Linked DNA regions of Ovis aries: region 1 is linked to region 2. Evidence: chromatin contacts called from public Hi-C data. All regions are on one chromosome and are shown on one strand. Each heading gives the region's core, a stretch centred on a gene start, on an enhancer-like site or on the middle of the called end of the contact. The rest is flanking DNA. Distances are from core to core; before and after follow the strand shown.

Region 1 (4,237 bases), core at 482-2,981, 160 kb after region 2:
AAACATAAACACTTGCAATCTCCCTCGAGTCACAGAATAAGTGAATAATTAGACTTTCTCATAATACCTACCTCCACATTAACAGAAAACTGAAGTTCTTATCTGTACTAGGAAAAAAACAATAATGGAAACTTTGAGTTTCCCACAATTTAAAAAGACTCTTCCAACTATTCAGTTAGAGGTCCCAAGGAAAATTATAGTTCTCTAGTTAAACACTTATCTTAAGAAAAACACCTCCAAAGATCATACCTTACAAATCAAAATATTAACACTCTGACCTCACAATTATATTTAAAAACTAAACCAGGGTACCTAATTACAATACAAAAGTATGCAGCTTAAAGATCAAGACTCTCCGCCAAAACTCAGCATTTTCTATTACGAGTGGTAACCATGACTGAAAAATATTTCCCCAAGGCAATCTATGTCTATCTATACCCCTGACACAATTATTTGAAGATGGGGGGAAAAAAACTGCAAATACCATTGGCACTGTCGATTTTTCAAGAACAGAAATGGGGACTGGGACACTGATAGTCTGATGGCGAAATCTGTAGAACTTTCCAGTACACTGAATATTTCTTCGCTTACATAGACACGGTAACAAAGAGCTCACTTCATCTAAACCTATACAGATTTTTAGACACATCGCGTACTAAATAACACAATTACAGGAAGCCCGTCTTATTCCCGTTGTAGTCACCCACGTTCCTTATACAGAACCTGAGACGTTTCCAAACCCAACTTTCCTACGTTCAGGCTAGCACAAGTGCTGAAGCTGTCTCATTCCATCCATGACCCACCCATTAAGAAAAGTTTCATTTCATTCTTTTGGGGCATCTGAACCCGATAGTTCCCGCGAGTTATGCATTGTCTGATCGGTTTTTGCTGTTTTTTCAAGGAGAGGACAGGAAAACACCCTAATTTCAGTGCACGAGGTTTATCCATCCTTTTCTTTAAAAAGTCAGAGGGGTAATGAGAAAGACGTCCTCTCGCCAGCAACAGGTAGGGGAAAGAGAAGCACTTTATTCCCAGCATTCCCTGAACGTGCACTCAGAACAGCTCCGGGGAGCCGCGGGAGAGAAATCATATGCACACACCCAACCTCACGGGCAGACCAGTCAACTACGGCAGCCGCTCGCTCGCAGCAGCAGCAGAGGCCAGTGGACGAGGCTCCGCACCTCGGCGGCCCTAGTCCCAAGGAAGCCCTTCCCCAGGGAGGTGCGACATTCCAGCCCCCGGGCCAAGGGGCCCGGCACTGCCCTCGTCCCCCACCCCACCCCCCACCCCGAGGAAACGCTGAGAAAGCACCCAGCGCCAGGCTGGCCTGTATCCGCCCAGCCCGGCCTGCCCCCTCCCTAACGCCGTCACACGCCCCCGAACCCGCCGGGGCAACGACTCACCGGACCCCTCAAGGCAGGGGAAGCCCAGGGCGGCTGGGGGGCGGCGCCTCCCCCGAGAGCGAGGCAGCTGAGGCTGGTCTCCAGCTCCTGGACCCTCCTCCTTCAGCCAGTGGCAGCGAACACCAGCGCTCCTCCGGCGTCGGTGAAGGTGCTCCTCTGCTCCTCTCTTCGGCTCCTGTGAAACTTTACCAGGCTCCTCAGAGAAAAGCAGCCGCCACTGCTGTCCAGTCCAGAGCCAGCCGTCAGCTACCCGGATGGAGCGGGAGGGGAAGGACGGGAGGAGAGAGAAGCGGAGAGCACTAGGGGTGGGGAGACCTGGGGGAGAGACTGGGGAGGAGAAGGGAGAGGGGGGAGGTGGTAACGCGGGGGAGGGGGAGGGGCTGGCCGGAAGTGAATCGCGGAGCACGCGCGCGAGCCCGCCCACTTCCCGGCCCGCGCGCCTGCGCCGGAATCCTCCCAGGGCACACCGACCCAGGCGCCTGCGTCGTGTGCTGTTTTGCGTTGCCTTTAGAGGAAAATGCCAAATGCAGATAGTTGGGGTTTGCCAGACGAGCGGAGGCGTTTGATGTGTCTTGTAACAGCGTTTCAGCGTGCACAAGGTCCTTTTAGTGAAGAAATTTCTTCGATTTTTGGCTAGATTGTCTTTTTCCCTATTGGTTCCAGTCTATTTAATTCCACCTTTATCCAAGGAGAATTTGAAGTCGCAGAAAAAACATCGCAAACTTGTAATTAAAGGCTGATAAAGTCTTTTATTTTATCCCTTAGCCTCACATGGAGCTAATCTGAGCATACCAGATGTATTCACAGCAATGATGGAGCCTATTGGCATAAAATATCAACACAAGTTCATGCTCCCGATAAAATGTTGGCTGCCATCACTTTCTGCACTCTTTCTTGGAGATAAACATATTATGCCTCTTTCATTCAGAGAAAATTAAGCAATGTGTGTGGCTGGAGTTACAGCCTCACATAAGCAAACTGCATTTCCTAGACCACTCAAGGGGGGAAACTTAAAACAAGGCTCTATTGAAACTTTATGTCACGCTTCTGTAGTACCTTGACTTCAGAATGTTGAGAACCTAGAAAAAATTTCGCAGTAAGCCATTATTTCTTTATCGCATTGAAAAATGTATCACAGATTGGAAAGTGTCTGTGCTAGACACGTACGTCTATTATTAGTTCCTTAGGGCTGCCATAACACAATACCACAAACTGGATTTCTGCTTGCTTAAAAAAACAAATGTATTGTCTCACAGTTGTGGAAGCCATAAGTCTGAAATCAAAGTGGCAGCAGGGCTGGCTGTCTCCTGGGATCTCAGGGAATTCTCTCCACACTTATCTCCTAGAGATGGTTGCTGACAGTTCTTGGCATTTTTTGGCTTGTAGAGATAATACTAATTCCTGCCTCCATCTCCACATGATTTTCTTCTCTGTGCCTCTGTGTCCTTCCCTCTTATAAGGAAATCAGTCATTGGATTAACTCCCACCTTAATCGATTGTGACCTCTTTTTTAAGTGCATTGCATCTGCAATGACCCTATTTCCAAATAAGGTCACATCCTCAGGTACTGGAAGTGAGAACTTCAACTGTCTCTGGGCAACCCAATTCAACCCACAACCTTATTTCTGCGAAATAAGAGTAAAAATTATAAGGTACTTAAAGCATAATTTCAATGTTGGGAGTGGTGATGATGCTCATGAAACATACTTAATTCTTATTCTGACAGCTTCATTGCCCTTGTAGGGCTTTTGTTGTCTTTTAACCTTCAGGACTTTATGTCTCGGAATGTATCATTAAAGGGGAAGTTGTGGGATTTGAGTCTTCAAGGTATGTAACAGATGGTGCAACAAATAGACACTAAATATGAGTGTTAATGTGATAAGAGTGTTTTTTTACCTTTTAAACATTTCAGTGAGTATTCCTAATGAGTGAAAACTAATTTCCAGGAGCTCCAGGAGATGAGGGCACCAGGAGCTTCTTCAAAGTTTTGTCTGGTCACAAAATTAGAAAAGGAACGTATGGAGGGGGGAGGGATAGTTAGGGAGTTTGGGATGATCATGTACACACTGCTGTATTTAAAATGGATAACCAACAAGGACCTATTGTATACCACATGGAACTCTGCTCAAGGTTATGTGGCAGCTTGGATGGAAGTGGGGTTTGGGGGAGAATGGATATATGTATGGGATACGTGTGTATGTATGGCCAGTTTCTTCCTTGTTCACCTGAAACTACCACAAAATTGTTAATTGGCTATACCTACCCCCAACACCAAATAAGAAGTTCAAACTGGAGGGGAAAATTTTTTTTTGTTGTCTGGGGAAGTGCCACATACCACTTCACATCTGCACACATAATGTTAGGAAGAACTACACACCTAGATGCAAGGGGACTAGGAAACATAACCTCTGCTGAGTTTCAGGTACTGCTTTATACCAGAGAAGAGAGCACGAATTGGTGGACAGCTATCTCTGCTACGTGGATGCATCTCTTCAATATTTTACAATATAGATCTTGCTTGTAGAAAGTGGAATAGACTTTTGTAGATATCCCTTTTAACCTTATAAGTTTATGAAACTGTGAGGTAAGATATCAGAAAAAAGGCTATGATTACCTTTCAAGTGAAATAAGCGTAGGGTCAGAAGGTTATTAGGATAATATAAATTTGTTGTATAAAAGCAGCATGAGTAACTGATCATGAGTAAGTATGGCCTGTGGTGCTGGTTTGTCTGGATTCAGAGCCTGAACCTACAAGCTACTCAGACCTCCGTTCTTCTATCCTCCCAAAGATACCTACAGACATTTACTAATGGTCTGTTTCACAGAAAATTACT
Region 2 (4,242 bases), core at 1,557-4,056:
ATCCCTATTTTTCCCCTTTTATTTTTAAAAAATATTTATTTATTTGACTGCACTAGGTCTTATTTGCACACGCGGGATCTGGTTCCCAGACTAGGGATCACACCTGGGCCCCCTACATTGGGAGGTTGGAATCTTAGCTACTGGACCACAAGGGAAGTCCCTGCCCATCACCTTCATTCAACAATTCTTTTCCTATGTGGTAGGTTTCCTTTAGATTCATTTAGTCTGTTGTTCAAGAAATATATGTGCTAGCTCTCTACTGGTACAGAGGTGAGCCAGATAAACAAAGTCCCTGCTGTAGTCGGGGGAGACAGTCAATGAAACACATAAAGAAAAATAAGTTAACAAATAAAATTGGGGCCTGTGCTCTCTAATATACTGAATAAGGAGTAGAGAGGACTTGTTCTCGGAAAGGAGGCACGGGCAAAAAGTATGACAAATACGCGGCAGCATGTATGTATTTATTTCAAGTGATTCCAGGGTTATTCTATACATATATATAAGCTAATGCATACATCTGGTCTCACTTCCACAACCTTTTTTTAAAAAACAAAAACAAATGGCACTATCCTGCACACACTGTTTTACATCTTGCCCAATGCAGTTTGGAGATCATTCCATATGAGAACGTAAAGAGCTTTCCTCATTTTTAAAAAAGGAGCTTTGTAATATGAAAAGTACTATTTAGAGAATAGTAATGCCAAAAATGCTAACAAGAAGCTCAACACTAGAGTCATATGAGATCTGAAAAACTGAATGTGAATTTCCAGCTTTAGGAACAAAGAATGAGCTGAATTTCATGCAAATAATTTTCAACTACTGGTAAGGCCAGAAGAGATGAGAGTTTGTTTTGTTTTGTGATACAACTTCTGTCTCCTGCTTATGCTACTGGCCATGTCTGTGCCATCAGGGCACAGGTAATCACAGTGATCACACAGTATTTCATGAACACCATCAAGTGTCTTTGAGGTACAACATATACAAATGAATGAAGCAATAAGATGTTCATAAGCTTACATATGTCTTTTTTTTTAATCTGAAAGTTCTGTTCCTATTTTGATAGAATATTGACTCTTAACATTTTATATATATCCTACCAACATAGTTGAGAAGCAATTTGAAATATCTTGTGAGATAAGATAAAGTGGGGAGAGAATAGGATCAAGTATGAAAGCCAGGAAGGGTGAGATGTCTACCTAATTAAGCACTAGGAGTGTAGGCGGGAAGAAAAGACCACAGGATTTGTTCACAGACTGATTACCGGGCATCAATCTGAAGGAACGCTTCAGTGATTTCAAGCCTTATAGGCTGAAAGAGATCATCACTTTCAGAAATGAAACAACCAGCTGTAAGGAGAGATTCTCAGTTTAACTCGAGGTACAAAGACTTTTGGGTTTAGATGGGACCTTCCAGTTACATTTTCAAAATTAGAACTGTTTTTTTAAAAGGATGAAACACCTTAAGTTGCGTTAAGTTCAAACAGTAATTGTCACTGTATAGACAGGACCCACTTAAAGCTTACGGACTGATAAACTATAAACTCACTACCCCTTAAGGGGGTAGAAGTGCTTTGTTTCAGAAACAGATGCCTACGAAGTTAGGCTCTGGGTCTGCCATGTATCATACGGGTTCTCAGTTAAGGCTAGATGTGGAGTGAGAGTCCTAAAATTTCAGGAAAAAACAGAAGAGGGACTTCAAGTAGGCAAGGAATTAATATTTTTGGCTACTATGTACACCCTTCACTTTACATCTGGCTATCTTTAATTCTCATCAAAACCCTACAAAATACTTATTAACCATTTTACAGAAAAGCTAAACTTCTCACGCTAGAAGGATCTCAAATTCTTACCCAAATCTACATGTTTGTAGCGGCCAAGTCATGTTCAGCCCAGTTATCTTCATACCACTCCACTTGAGCCGATATACTCATTTTATGAAACCTATACGAGGGAAATCACACATTTGGAGCCAAGCTGGGACCACGAAGCAGGTAGGCTGATCATCCCTCCGCCTCAAAGGTCTTTGCAGGACGCACACATGCCTTTGAGGGACAATCTACACCGCCCTACAAGGGATGGAGAGAGGAAGAAATAGCAATAATCTAAAGACAAAAGCAAAGAGAAAAAGGGAGCCAAAGAGAAGCTGTGCGAATGGGGTGTGGAGGTTGACAAGTGAACCGTGCTTTTGCCTCTATTTCTCTTGTAACTCAGCTGGTAAATAATCCGCCTGCAGTGCGGGAGACCTAGGTTCGACCCCTGGGTTGGGAAGATCACCTGGAGAAGGGAAAGACTACTCACTCCAGTATTCTGGCCTAGAGAATTCCATGGACCGTATAGTCCACGGGGTCACAGAGAGGTGGACAGGGCTGAGCGAACTTCACTTCACTTGTCCGTTAACAAACTGACCGATTACTTAGCACATTTCGGGAAGCTTAGCCTTAACGCCGCTCAGGAACTTAGTATTAACCCTTAGCATAAGTCAAGAAAAGACAAAGGCAGTCGAGCAAGGCGTGCTCTTCACGCAGAAGTGGAAACTCGCGGCGCAGAGCAAAACTTGAACCAACCCGCGGGCACTGATTTGAAGACTGAAAGACAAGTTTGGCTGCGAGACGCGCCGGCCTCCAAGGGGTGGGGCCGCAGCACCCAAGGCGGGGTTTCCTCCAGGCCCACGCCGCCTCCGCCTGCCACGTGACCCGCGGTGTTGTGGTCCGGCCCGCGTGGGTGGCGGGAGCGGCGGGAGGGCGGGGGCGAGGAGCGGCGCGTCACGTGACGGGGTTTAAATCTCCCGCAGCCGGAGCCGCGGGGGCGCCAGTGCCGCGAGTCGAGCGGGAGCAGAAGAGGCGAGGGAGGAGGGCCAGAGAGGCGGTTGAAAGATGGCGGACGAGGCGGCGCTCGCCCTTCAGCCCGGCGGCTCCCCCTCGGTAGTGGCGGCTGAGAGGGAGGCCCCGTCGCCGCCTGCTGGGGAGCCGCTCCGCAAGAGGCCGCGAAGAGACGGCCCCGGCCTCGGGCGGGGCCCGGGCGAGCCCGGCGGGACGGCCCCCGAGCGGGAACTGCCGGCGGCGGCCGGCGGCTGCCCGGCAGCGGCGGCGGCGCTGTGGCTGGAGGCCCAGGCGGCGGCGGCGGCGGCCGGAGAAGGAGACAATGGGCCGGGCTTACAGGGCCTATCCCGGGAGGCGCCACCGGCCGACGACTTCTACGACGACGACGACGAGGGCGAGGAGGAGGAAGAGGCGGCGGCGGCGGCTATTGGGTACCGAGGTGCGCAGGGCGCGGGCGGCCGGGACTGCGCATCCCCCCTCCTCCTCCCGGGGCCCCTCCTGTCGGGTGGTGGAGTCTCGGGCGGGTTGGGGGCTCGGGCCTGGCTCTGCGCCTTCCCCCTGCCGACCTGGGCCTTCAGCCGCGCGCCTGCGGGGCTGAGGGCTGGGCTGCGGGAGCGGCCCGCGGACTCGCTCCCTCCCTTGCTCTGTGCCACCCCCACCTTCCTCCCCGCGGCCCGCCCCAGCGGCCTCGCGTTTTGCGCAGCCGCGGGGCGGGCTACCCTCGCTGTCGGTTTTAAAATAAGTTTCTCTCCCCTCCTACTCCTTTAGTGTATTGCTTTTGTTAAATGCTGTTCGCTTCTCCGCCTCTCCCCGTCCCGCACACTTCAACCTGCAACTTTTTGACTGTCCCTTGCGCCAGCTTTTGCCATTGCCTGCGAAATTTGTTGGGGTTTTTAGGAGGGCCTCTATTTTCAAACTTGTTTTAAATTTTAAAGAGCATAGGTGTTTATAAAGACATTACCCTTCTGTGGTGCAATTAATAGTGGGCATAGGAGAGTAATAGTTTTTTAGACTACTTTGCCGTGAATAGTGTTTTTCCTCTAATCGTGTTCTTATAGTGGTTTTTACAGTAACTGTCTTCGTGTGTGTATATGTAACCCTGAAACACGAATTGACATTTTTCTGACATGCTAAAGTAGATGTGATAGTTGTGTGTCTCGTCATCCTTCAGTGTTTTCATAGTTTTTATCTAGATAGATATGCCTCTCCATTATTTGTACTAATAAATCCAACCAGTGGACCATTTGACTATATGTAAAGATAACGTGTGCATTAGGGACTGGATTAGAAAAACGACACTGTTTTCAAGAAACATAGTTTAATAAGGGAAACGAATAATGCAAAGGTACCTTTGTAGATTTTGCGTTATATAAGAGAGTGCAAGTTGCCATAGCTGTGTTTGCATGACTTTTTGGGTAACTTTT

What was found. Hi-C and Micro-C count contacts between places; a contact is called where the count stands out from the background.
Region 1: a Hi-C map of hypothalamus shows a contact between it and region 2, with 5 times the contacts expected there. The contact joins the promoter of HERC4 here to the promoter of SIRT1 in region 2. A contact is called at or near these places in 3 of 16 Hi-C or Micro-C datasets (hypothalamus, liver and tail adipose tissue).

What each region holds. Positions count from the first base shown.
Region 1 is chr25:23,793,297-23,797,533 of ARS-UI_Ramb_v3.0, forward strand. HERC4 (HECT and RLD domain containing E3 ubiquitin protein ligase 4) reads right to left here and starts at 1,732. Exons shown (of 21, transcript XM_060406834.1): 1 at 1,404-1,732.
Region 2 is chr25:23,631,786-23,636,027 of ARS-UI_Ramb_v3.0, forward strand. It overlaps SIRT1 (sirtuin 1), which reads left to right and starts at 2,807. Exons shown (of 9, transcript XM_015104377.4): 1 at 2,807-3,257. The coding sequence starts at 2,873.